2 separate regions of the Mus musculus genome follow, and region 1 is linked to region 2. A link is a contact called in public Hi-C data. All regions are on one chromosome and are shown on one strand. Each heading gives the region's core, a stretch centred on a gene start, on an enhancer-like site or on the middle of the called end of the contact. The rest is flanking DNA. Distances are from core to core; before and after follow the strand shown.

Evidence for each region. Hi-C and Micro-C count contacts between places; a contact is called where the count stands out from the background.
Region 1: a Hi-C map of the N1E-115 cell line shows a contact between it and region 2, with 4 times the contacts expected there. The contact joins two enhancer-like sites. A contact is called at or near these places in 7 of 39 promoter capture datasets (cranial neural crest, embryonic stem cells, hippocampal neurons and 2 more) and 1 of 484 Hi-C or Micro-C datasets (the N1E-115 cell line).

Annotation. Positions count from the first base shown.
Region 1 is chr11:35,620,331-35,626,973 of GRCm38.p6, forward strand. Slit3 (slit guidance ligand 3) reads left to right here. Exons shown (of 36, transcript NM_011412.3): 15 at 1,678-1,828; 16 at 3,111-3,185. Among named protein-coding and RNA genes, the nearest start is that of Mir218-2, 6.8 kb to the left of the region's middle. Within about 2 kb of position 4,436, at least 27 of the 459 cell types and tissues checked have an H3K27ac peak or open chromatin away from gene starts, as enhancers often do. A contact at or near this core is called in the N1E-115 cell line, where this site is marked.
Region 2 is chr11:35,452,556-35,458,562 of GRCm38.p6, forward strand. All of the region lies in intron 4 of Slit3 (slit guidance ligand 3), which reads left to right. Among named protein-coding and RNA genes, the nearest start is that of Gm39705, 89 kb to the right of the region's middle. Within about 2 kb of position 2,081, at least 8 of the 459 cell types and tissues checked have an H3K27ac peak or open chromatin away from gene starts, as enhancers often do. A contact at or near this core is called in the N1E-115 cell line, where this site is marked.

The sequences.
Region 1 (6,643 bases), core at 3,186-5,685, 170 kb after region 2:
GAGTAAAGGTTCAGTCACAAAGCACACTAAAGCTTCCTGGCATTAGTCACTGGGTCTTTGAAAGCTAGCCCTAGTGCGTTTGCCATGCACCAAGAGCCCCATAGACCTTAGGGTCTTCGCCTACAAAGTCAAGTACTAACCTTGAGGGTTAAGAGGAATGACCCATTTGAAGTTTGGCCAGTAGCAGCAGGCTGCTGGATCAAGTGCAGTAAATGTCAGCTCTAATACCATCTCCACGGGTGTTTCCATGGCCTCTACCTACCAGATGTTCCGACACGATCTAGGAAGCACGGAAGTAGAATTACATGCTCGCACACTTAGCTTGTCTTTTTTCCTGGAGACGCTGCTTTAAGCTCATCTTTACACAAACCCCAGAGAAATAGGAGCTCAGAAGCTGCAAAGCCTGGCCAGATGTACTGCTAAAACATGGGGACTACTCACACACTTGTCATGCCGATGGCTCAAGCCATTCACCAAATGCCTGGGGTCCGTGCCCTCAAACACCTCAGAGATGCACACAGGATCCTCGGGTGCCAACGGTGTCCCACTTGCGCCTTACGCAAATGTGAACTGAGCTTACATTTTTACACCTAGCAGTGTACCAGTGGAATGTGAGTCTGAGAGAGTGCATAAGGTCAGCACCCACTGTCAACAGGGAGAGCCACGCACCCCTCCCTATTGGCACTGACATAACTCTTGTGCTCACAGAGGTCTGGCTGGCTACCCACAAGAACATGCTTCAAAGACATCAGACTGTCAGACCTGTTGTCATTACAGAATGACCTTGAAATTTTGAATGGAATGAAATTTTGTAAATAAATAAGTAAATAAATAAATAAATCTGAGTTCCAACTTCTAGCTTGTGGGAACTGGCTCTGACTGGCCTCAGTGAGAACTTCCTCTCTATGCGGAAGTCGGGTCTTGCCCTCCATGCGTTCTCATTTTCATTGTGTTTCAGAGTTGGATTCATTGCCAATATATTTTGAATATCTGACTTTTTTTAAAACAAAACAAAGAATGCTAGGCCAAATTCCCAAAGTATCAGAGCCGTGGCCTCCAGATACCCTTGTTGAAGTTAAGGTCAGACAAGACACCAGTTGTCATTTAACACCAAATGGCTTTGTCTGCAAGTCCAGGAAGACCTCTAAGTGTGTGACCTTTTTCTCCAACCTTAGTCCTGCCTTCCGGTAGCCCCCACAAAAGTCCGACCTTAATCGCCAGTCTGTAGATAGTAAGCATCCTGGAGCCAAGAAATCTCCTGTAGGTGTAGGCTGGATTCTGTGTAGGTGTCTTGCAATATTTCTCTGAACATTATTCATCTGTAACATTCAGCAGCTCTGAAAAGGTCCATGACCCACCAAAGCACAAGAGCCCACAGATCTGAAGCCTGGCTTCTTGGAAGACAGCAAGTGATAATTGACAAAAGACCACGTGGAAACAACGTAGACGAGGGGTGGGGGGAGTGCAGCCAAGATGGCTGAAGGGTCCATCAGCTTTGCCTGCTATTTTACAATCTGTCGTGTATATATAAGCAGTCCCTCCCATGCCTGTGCATTACACACACACGCACACATACACACATTCCAATTCATCCAACTACCTCACTCCCCACAACTTTGAACCTTGTGCCTGAAAACCGAAATGGTGATGATAACCCCCTCTTTGGCCCCCATATAGGCTCTGAGGATTATCGCAACAGATTCAGCAGTGAGTGCTTCATGGACCTAGTGTGCCCTGAAAAGTGCCGCTGTGAGGGCACCATTGTGGACTGCTCCAACCAGAAGCTAGCCCGCATCCCAAGCCACCTCCCTGAATATACCACTGACTTGTAAGTCCTACCCCTCCCTACCTCTCTTTACATATACTTAGTCACTTTGAGTTAGGCCAAGTAGGGTCTTCTGTGTACTTGGCTGAGAAGCAAGACACCAGGAGTATGCATGCAGGTTGCTTGCAAGGTTAGACCGTTCATTGGTTCTATGAATGCTTTCTGGACACTCACTATAAAACCAGGCGTTGCTCTAGGCTTACATTTCTACAGAGTAAATGCACCTGCTGTTTCTTAGGAGCTTATAGAATCTCCAGAAAAATAGATATTAAATAAAAATTATTACTAGGCAAAAATAAATGCAACTAAGATGATTGAATGCATCTGAACCTCCCAGTAGTCCCTAGAAAGGGACATTGATTTATTCAAACACTGGCAGAGGTGTAAGGGCAATCTGGCTTTAAAATCCATTACCCCACTGATTACCAGGTTGATTCAACTGATGTGGCTGGCTAGGTGGATGTCCCTACCCTTCTTCAGTGCTCCATGTGCATACCCCCTAAGTGCCACACTTGCCTACAGAGGATGACTCCCCAGTAGAGCCTCCAAACAAGCTCTTAAGACCTGAAACAGGATAAACTAAAACTTGAAGCATGTAAGAGGATAAGAAATGGCCTGTGGTGCTAAACAGACCTGATACTGACCTCACCTCTGTCCCCTCCAGCCCCACTGGGACCTCTTCCCCACCATGTCAGGGGAGAGGGGGACAGGGACATGGCATCTCCTTCTATTACTTCAGAAGGTCTAGAAATAGACACAACACAATATTCCTCTAGACTCTTGGCACAGAGTGAGCCCTGGTTAGAGTGGCAGACTGGTGGCTATTATTGCTTTCTTTGACTGCTCCAGCCATTGGAGGGCACCACAGCACGGCTCTGAGCACACAGGGACACTGAGTACAGAAACCTTGAGCTGACATAAGTAGTCAGGAAAGAACTGAGCAACGTAGGCTCAGGAGACCCTGAGGAAAGCTCCCGGGGGTGTTTGAGTTACCATTGGTACCCCATAAAATGGAGGCAGATACATGGTCTTTGTGTGTTTAAATAGTAATATGTGTCTGTGCACAGCATGCAAGAAGCCACTGTCCCATCTCTCTTCGCCCTTCCCCATCCACCTCTCTTTGCCGAGCCCCTTGCCTCATTCTGAAGTTTTTCAAGGTTCTCTTGAACTTTACTGACTGTGAAGTTCGGGCAGAGCTCAATAAAGGCCGTGTGAGGAAGACCCTCAGGCAAGTAGCACAGGGGGTGCCTCACCTCAGCTAAGCGTCTTCTGCCTTCCCACGCAGGCGACTGAACGACAATGACATCTCTGTGCTGGAGGCCACTGGGATCTTCAAGAAGCTGCCCAACCTGCGGAAAATGTGAGTCAGGCTGGGGACCGCAGTGGCCGCCTCAGCTTTCCTGGCCCTTCACCTGTCACTCCTGCCCCTGAACCTCCTCCTGTCCCCTGCTGTGCCCTGGTCTGGAAGTCAGGGACACAGCACAGAAGAAAATGAAGCTTGGTTGTCGCTGAGTTGTCAGGTACAGGGAGATTGTATATCCCGTGGCTCCTTGACTCCTATCCTTGCCTCTTCTACTTGCTCTACCCTCAGCCATGTTGAGCATGCATCTCAGGAGATTGTAGGAGGGACTTGGAGTAACTGAGTCGGGATGTCTGGGACCCAGTGATATTTGGGTGAGGTCTGCGTGGGAGAGATACGTCAGAAAGGAACCCCCAGCTGCTTCCAGTAGATTTGGTCTGAGTGGAGTCTGGGCTTAGGACCCACATACTGTTAGTGGTTTCTATAGTGCATGGCTGCTTGTCCCAATAATTTTTATTCCTTACTTGGAGTTTGGGCCAAGTCAAAAAGCCAGCAAGAGGATATTGTTCCCTGTGATAGCCCTTGTCGTTGGCCAGGGCTACCGTCCTGCCTCAGGGATATCAACTTCTTTAGTCTTCCTTCACCCATCTGGTGCCAGTTTCATGTTCCACGCAGGGCAAGCAAGGGAGTGATGGCTAGGAGATGTTCAGTGACCTCTCTAAAGCCACATAGTGAATAAATGTCAAAACTGTCTCTCAGACTTGGGTCCACTTGAGTCACCACAGTGACTGGGCTTGTTTCTACCTCGCCCTCCTGAGTGTCCCTGCAGAGGTGCCAGCACAGAGAGCCAGCCAATTCCCCGGACACACTTGTTTTTAACCTGCCTTCCCACCACACCCAAATCCCACATCTACCAGCCTCACAGAGCTGTCTGTTTCTTCAACAAGGCAAATGTGGCCCATCATTACTTATCAATCTGTATATGCTAACTCGTCTCTGTACCAAAACTCTGAAATCACATTTTTTTCATGCTGTTTGTATCATTTACACACTTACTGTAGTGGAAAACCTGTTCACCCCAACCTGTGTCCCTTAACTGAGGCTAAACACGGTGATGCTCTCTGCCTTGTGGGTTCAGCTCGCACACTGGAAGCCAGTATCCACTTTGTGGTTTATCCAGCGGCATGTGCTTTGCAGCTTTGTGCTTTTTGGCACCAACTTTGGCCCAAGCACAGTACTGGCACACTGTCTAGATACTCGGAGCCTGAACCAGCTGCACTGTGCCTCACTGAGGGCACAAAGTGAGAGAAGCTCCCTCCATTGTTCAGGCGTGAGCCCAGCACTGCTGGCCATGAATGCAATGTTGATGAATCAATAGTATAGTAAATACAGTGTTTCCGAACAGAAGCACTCACAGAACAAGCCTATTATCGATCGGTTGATGGAAACGCCATGACCATGGGCTCACGTGAGCCTCATCGAGCTCCTCCAGGAGCAGCGAGAGCAGCAATTCAGTGTGTGCTCATTCGGTGTTCTTGGCGATGTAGAATATAACAATCATGAATCACGAGGACCGCCTGTCGTTCCTTATCTCCCGTTCATCACACTTCTACCCGTCAGAGCCCTGCAGACAAGGGAACAGATGCCTTCCAGGCCCTAGACAGCTACTCTCTCAGTGGCACGACTCATGGGTCCCTGCCAACCACAGCCACTGACTTAGCCACAGGCCCCTGTAAAGTAAATCTGTGCCTGGAGCAAGAGATGAGCTCTCTGAGGGAGCCGCTGAGACCAAGGCACATGTAAGGCTATAGAGGATGTGGCTATTGCTGTGGCCCGGGTGCCCCTTGGTTTCCACCTGTAGACAGATGTGGAGGTGAATGTGGCCATGAAGAAGGTATGGAAGCAAGTCAACACTGCACAAGGACCTATTTACCCAGAAAACAGGACCCCGGGAATCTTTGTTTCTGCAAAAACACACACCGTTTAGGGGAAAGTCACACAGATTGTGTTCCCACTTGTGACAGGGATGTGAACACAGAGAAATATTGCTATAGACGAAGGGAAAGAAGAACACAGATATACGACAGGAGAGAGCCAGTCCCCGTCCCCAGCCACTTGCCACAGACCCGAGCATGGCCAAATGCAAGCCCAGATCTCAACCGAAGGAAAAGATGCTGCTTGGTTAGCCCCCGTGTTTGCCATACAGGAGTGAAGGTCGGGGATGCCAGATATTCCCCACTGCTCCAGACTAGCTGAACATTCCTGGGGCGGGGGGGGGGGGGGGAGGGGTGGACTTGCTGACTGAGCTCAGTGCCAGTACTTATCAGTACCAGCCAACCGGATAAGACCCCTTCAGGGTAAATCCAGCCCCAGATCACCAGCTGCAGCTACTGCCAAGTGAAGTGTCATTGTGCCCTGAACCAGTCATTACCCTACTCCCACATAGAGGTAGTGTGTCAGGATATCTGACAGTATAGTGTTTGAAGCCAGTGGTGTGTCTGCCTCACACTTGAGCCAGGTCCCTAAGGCTGCCTGGTCTTGAATCTACTATTTCTGATTTGGACGAAGATAATTGGACCCTGCTGTGTTTTCTGCACCTCTGGCCCTTATACCCTGGCAACCCCACACAGCTTTCCAAAGGGCATCACAGCCATGCAAGGTAGGATCCTTGCCCGAATGCTTTAGGCCCTGAGTACCATCCCTAGAGCAGAGAGATGGGAGTTGGGTGGAGAGGGCAAAAAGAAAAAAAAGGAGACTCCGTGTTCAAAGAGCTGTGGCTCTCCTTGCAGTGGACTTCAGGCCAGTTAGGATGCTGAGGAGAGTCACCCATAGCCTGGAAATGAGCCAGCTGAAGTCATGGGTACATGGTTGGATTTGTTGCTGGTTCCTGTGTTTTTAATAAGAATTAGGCAACCACTTTCAACATTCAGAAGCTTTCACAGAAACCATAAAATCTCGCTTTCTGGTACCTCGGGGACTATCAAATTCCCCGGAGCAGAACTAGCTCCACCGTCTCAGGCTGGCCCCATAGAGTCTAACAGAATAGCAGCTGCTCCTTAGATGGACACAAGGTCCTGGTCACCTTTGTTTCCAAGGGGCCTGCTTCTCATCGCCATTAAGTCACCCGCTTAGAGACTATAAGTTTGTAGTAGTCCCTCAGGGAGGGACAGGTTCATTCATGGTCAGTGGACAAGGCCTCCTCATCCTGGCACTGTGCCAGAGCATATCCGTCATGGCCAGTTGTCCTTGTTCCCAGAAAGGTCTACTTAGCTTTCTGCTATAGTCCTCCTGGGACCAGACTCTGTTCCCACTGCAGGAGTAGCTGGCCAGCCCTGTAGCCACAGGGAGCAGTGCCTGGGAGAGCCTGCCTCCTCTGCCTGGACTCGGGCGTTCTGCAGGGAGTTGTATGGATCCCCTTGCTTGCCTCTATGTCCTTTGGGAAGAGTGAGGCCAGAGCACCCATCAGCTTGCAGAGGCAGTACCCACAAGCCCGCTGAACCACCCCTGGACCCAGTATG
Region 2 (6,007 bases), core at 831-3,330:
CCAGATCTGTGGGCTGCAGTCCCTGCCATCACCCAGCCTCTCCCCTGGATGTCACTGTTGTGCTGTGTGAGCAACGCCCGGGAGCGCTTCTGGGACTATGAAAAACCCTCCTTAGAAGCTGCCACCCTTGGGGCTAGAGAAGGCACCCAGGAAAATGCAGGACAAGCCTAGTCTGCAGGCACCTGGGGGGGGGGGCGTGGTCAGGACTCAAAATCCTGGACCTGTGTTCAAACCTGATGGCAATACCAGACTGTATGACTCTCTAGTACAAAGAAGCTAAGGCCTGGATAACTGGGAGGGGCTGAGGCCCTCCTTTGCGGTTCATACACCCTCCTGGACAAAGAGCTCCAAGCTGGCAGCAAGAGGAATTTGCAGGCCAGTATTCATTGTGTTCAGAGCAAGGAGCCAGATCCCAATCCCACACTTGCTATAAACAAGCAAAGGGAACATGGAGAGATGGTTTTACCCCAGCCCTGTTGCTTTGCTATAAGAATTCAGTGAGAACAAGGCTTAACAGGTGAGGCCCAACAAGGCCTTCGAAAGCAGACAGCCAGCCAAATTGACAGCCGGGGAGAGAACTCTTGCTTCTAATCCACTTGTGAAAATAAACGCAAGACCTGAGATTAGAGCAAATCGGGAGATGGGGCTGAGATTGGTGGACCCAAAGTCCCCTTTCTTTTCTTCCTGGTTCTGGGTTTCTGTGAAACGCCACTACCTCCTCACAAAGTCACAGGTACATGTGTAGGGAGGAAGCACCCAAGCTTAGCCTAAAAGCAGGCAGTGAGCCCTTTTTGTGCTATCTCCATGTTGATATGTGTGGAATAACCAAGAACAAACTTAGAACCTATGATAAGAAAGGCATGTGCCTAGGACTCCAGGCAGGGGGCTAGCACAAGATAAGTCACACCTAATTGAGGCCAGCCTAGTGTGCCTGTATTTCTCCAGCCTCATTGATGGCCACCCATCTAGAAGCCTTTGGTATCCCTTTGACTCTGTTCTCCGGGTGATGGTTTTGCGTCATTAGTTATTAAGGCATCTCCCTGGTGGGAATCAGTGTGGTGTGACCGGGTGGCATCAGCTAATGCTCCCAGAGTCTCATTCTCCATCTACAAATTGCTGGCCTTACCCTTTGTCGCATTACCTGCTCAGCACTTACACATCAAGGATGCAGATGGGCCAAGCTAGGAAAGAGCAACCAAGGTGTCTCTTTCCCTCCAGCATCCTCCAGGCAGGGGTCCCCCTCTCATCTGTATTTTATCAGCCACCTGTGGGTGGATGGGAAAGCAGAGGGCAGTCCCCTCTCAGTGCCTAAAGGAGACACTGCCTTCTAAGTGTAGAGTTCAAGAGAAAGGCCTACTTGATTTTTTTTTTTAATTACAAAATAACTCAGTGGGTGGTGAGTCCAGATTTTCCCATAGACTATCAACGCACATCCAGTGAAGCCGAAGCTTCACCTACCCCACCCCACCTTGAGTCTTTTTGTGCTTTTGAGCAGTGTGTTTTCTGGGAGAGCTTTTGGCACCTTAATCCCATCATCGGTGGGTCTGCTCATACTTCTTCCAGAGCTGTGCTTTGCTGCGGGGACTTGGTGAAGACAGAGGCGGCTGTAGCAAGCCTCAGTCAGGGGAAGGTAAATTGGAAAATGAGCCGGGAAGGGAAGGGAGGCAGTGCCCGAGCAGCTGCAGGATTGTTCAAAGCCATTTTCTCAACTGGGCTAATCATTCTTCCCCATGGTGTGGGGACACCTACGCGTGCAGAAGTGTGCACTTCTTGACTGCCGGGAGCAGCCTATTAGGAGAGACAGATTGACTCCCACCTCCTCCGTTCTCAGTCTCCTCCACTGCCCCTAAAACCCCTACCCCACAAGATAGCTCACCCACCTTTCCTCCCATTGGGAAGGGTTGTCAGTGATGGGAGGGGCTGGGCAGATTCAAACCAGCCCAGCTTGAGGAGTAGCAATAATTACAAAATCTCGGGCCGTTATCCAATTACTTTGACATGTGGCCATTCTAGGGAGTTCTAACTGGATTAAGTTCATTATAAAAAGATTAGTCCTCGAATGGGGACTGTGCATAACAAAGTGAACCTTCAAGTGTGCCGCTGCTGGGCCACCAAGGACTTTGGGAGGTGGGGGTGGGCTAGAGTGAATGGCTTTGTTTATTGAATTACTGCTTAGGGATTTGCTGAGTTTTGTTCAGATGGAGTTTGTGGCTTAAAGCGACTCTCAGCTGTTTCCTGTTTGTTTTCCTCTCTCCAGAGTGTTCCTCAATACCTTTGCAGTTATTGTCAAAGCAGTAATCCAAAATGCCTGTCCCTAATGTTCTGTGTGGACATGGAGGTGAAATTATTGATCAAAATGGATGAGACACATGAACCTCATGAATTATTCATGGGCTGTATATGAATGCACATATAGAAAGGACCGGCACTCTTCTAATGCCTCCCATTTACATAATGCTTCCTGGCTCTGCGGAGCCATTTCACATTTTTCATTTGACCCATGCAACCGTACTCCGGGATATAAGTAGACATTATTGTAAAGATTGTGCCCATAATGAAATGGAGACTCAGAGAGGTTAATCCATGGTGACCTAGCCAGAGAGTCAGCCAAAACTGAGTAACTACTGAGATCCTTGCTGCCCAGCCTGATGCTCTAGAACAACAGTTCTAAACCTGTGGGTCACAATCCCCACAGGGGTCACCTATCAGATATCCTGCATATCAGATATTTACATTACGATTCATAACAGTAGCAAAATTTCAGTTATGAAATAGCAAGGAAACAGTTTGGTGGTTGGGGGAGGGGTCACCACACCATGAGGCACTGTGTTAAAGGGGCACAGCATTAGGGAGGTTGAGAAGGTTCCAGAAGCACACCCAAACTCGGTGAACACATGTATTTTAATCACAGAGTCTGTATTCATCTCTGATTGTTGACAATTTGAATTAATCAGACTGGTTGAAATCAGATTTTGTTTGAATTCCCTTTATTTGCAGGAAGGATTTTTATCAATGAGCAGTTTTGAGCAACCCACTTACCTACTAAATATTGCCATCCCCTTCCTAAGCTTGGAACAGTTTTCATCTAGGGAAATGTCATGGAACTCTTTTGGTGTCTTCCCTAGAATGTGTGCTTCGGTTAAAAAGGGGGTAGGGTCACTGCCACTCTCTAAGGATGAATGCCCAAGCTCTGTGCATTGAGGTGTCCTGGGGTGAGGAGCATGGATATTCAGGTCCATGAGAAGGTGTAAATTAATAACCAGTCTCCTATTTTTTTTATCTACTCTCTGAGACCTTAGACTCCCTGTGGGGAACAGTTATGAATTCAGACGCTAAGCACATAACCTCCTCTGTTAGTGGGATCGGGATAGACAGTGCATCTCTGCTTTGTCCCTTTATGCCCACTGTAGTATTGTGGTTAGAAGGTCATAGCTTTCTATACCTATCTACCCATCTCAAGACAGAGCTGCAAGCGGCTTTTAACAAGAGTCAGAAATTGTCTAGCTAATGGTGTCTGTTTACCAGTCACCCCAATTCTAGACTCTGGTTACCCCGTGACTCAGGAAGGCTTAAGAGGCATGACCAGAGCAGCCCGTTGGCCTGTGTCTGGTGCCACCCTGATGGCCAGCGACTCAGGAAGGCTATTGTGAAATATAATGCAGTGGCAGTGTGGTGGCAGGGGTAGGGGGGTGGTACCTTGAAGGCCCTGTGCCAAGGTGTCCCCCTGAGAAAACATACCATGTGACAGACCTAGTATAAGGGAAGTTTATTTGAGGAAGGAAGTGGAGTGAAGACCTGGAGAAGGGATAGAGGCAGATGGAACTGAGTGTAAAGAAAAGAGGGCAGAGAAAGACAGTAAGAAGGCCTGAAAGAGAGGCTTGCCAGGAGTACATCTAGTGGCATCAGGTGATGACATAAGTCACCACTAGGTCCCTGGGAGGAGCCCAGTGGAATCCTGTAAGCCAACTGAGCATTAGACCTGGAGAGAGAATATATTTAAAGTTATAGTCACAGCAAAGGTTAAGGCAGATGCCAGTTAGCAAGGAAAAAATAAATGTGTGTAAGCAGAAATGTAGGTGGCTGCAGACCAGTGACCCCATCTAGCCTGTCTAAAATGAAACACACAGACAGACACAATTTACACAGTTACTCCCTAACGCTACCCAGTTTATAGACCATATTTAAAAGCAAAATAGATTTTTGGAGATACTCAGGATTCTCATTTGCAAAGAGTAAAGCCATTAACTCCAAAAGGAAAAAAGGAACTTAGTGGCTCATGAAACTAAAACATCATGAGCCTTTTGGCAAAGGTTTTAATCTAGTGGCTCAGAAATACCACTGACACTTCAGATGGTGGCTTTCTGATTTTTGCTAACCTCTTCAGTGAGTAGGTGTATCCCTTACTTTGACATTGCTGTAACCCAGTTCCTGACAGGATGACCTTAAAAGAGGAAAGGATTAGTTAGGGACTAAGGATATAGCTCACGAGGTAGGATACTGAACCAGCATGGTGATACCCTAGGTTCAGTCTGTCTGGTGTGTATAGGGATGGGGCATTTGGGGTCCTGGTTTCAGAGAGATTTAAGTCTGTCATAGGTGAAGTCATGGCAAGTGGCTGTATCCATGGTGGGAGGAACAGTCGACAGCAGGCAGGATGTCTTAGTTAGGGTTTTACTGCTGTGAACAGACACCATGACCAAAACAACTCTTATAAGGACAACACTTAATTGGGGCTGGCATATAGGTTCAGAGGTTCAGTCCATCATCATCAAGGTGGAAGCAAGGCAGCATCCAGGCAGGCATGATGCAGGAGGAGCTGAGAGTTCTGCATCTTCATTTGAAGGCTGCTAGCAGAATACTGACTTCCAGGCAGCTAGGATGAAGGTCTTAAAGCCCACATTCACAGTGACAAACCTACTACAACAAGGCCACACCTCCCAACAGTGCCACTCCCTGAGCAGAGCATGTACAAACCATCATATAGGTGTATTAGCTTATTTACATGGTGGTATGCAGGGAGCAGAGCTGTTCAGAACAGAACCAGGGGAGAGTAAAACCTTCCAATGTCTGGTCCCCAGTCTCCCATTGTCACGATCTGGCCCTTACCTCCTAAAGGCTCCCTCATCACAGAGCCCAATGAAGAAACATACAAATTTCAAGTCATAATGGCAGAAAAAAAGAGGGTTACTTTTCATAACGGTTCCTGTAAAAGTTTTAGAATGTATGGGCCCAGCTTGGTGATGTGCCTATCATCTGAACCAACTGTGGTTGCTGAGGGATGCTCTATTCAGATCGGCCAGGTCTATGTCATGGGATGTCCCTGGAGCCCAGTCTGGCCTGGCCCCACTTCTCCTGTTCCCTCATGCCTAATGATACCAGATACAGTGGTCTAGAGGGTGGGGTAATAACGTTGTGATTGACTGCTTGCTGTGTACCCTGCCCAGTGCTGGATCCTAAAGAAAATGTTTACAAATGGACGCAAAGCTTCATGTTTTTCAGACTCTTCATATTAATAATATTTGACCAGGGCAAAAGCCACAAGGTCTCTATTTTTCTAATCATCTTGATCCAGATGAGGGAAATTACCCATTTAAATAAACCTGACATTTGACCTTTGATTTGTTACATTCCAAATCCTGTGTACAAATTAGTGTGCAGGCAATTCCACTGGCCTGCTTTGGGGGAGGGGAGGAGGGGTAACAGCTGATTACGTCATCACCTGCTGCTGCCAAGTGTGTCAGGTGTGTGCTGTGGACAAAAGGGCCAGAAGCCACCCCAGCGCCCTCTCTGGTCCCTGTGCACATCCCTGTCCTGTTCTCTGAGGGGGTTGTCTCTCCCTCCCTCCTTCCCTCCCTCCATCCTCTTCCTTCCCTCTCTTATCCCTCCCTCCCCCTCCTTCCCTCTCTCCTCCCTCCCCTCCCTCCTCCTCCCTCCCCTCCCTCCTGCCCCTTCCCTCTTCCCTGCCCTTCCCTCTCCATCCCCCACCCCACTCTCCCTCCTTTCCTTC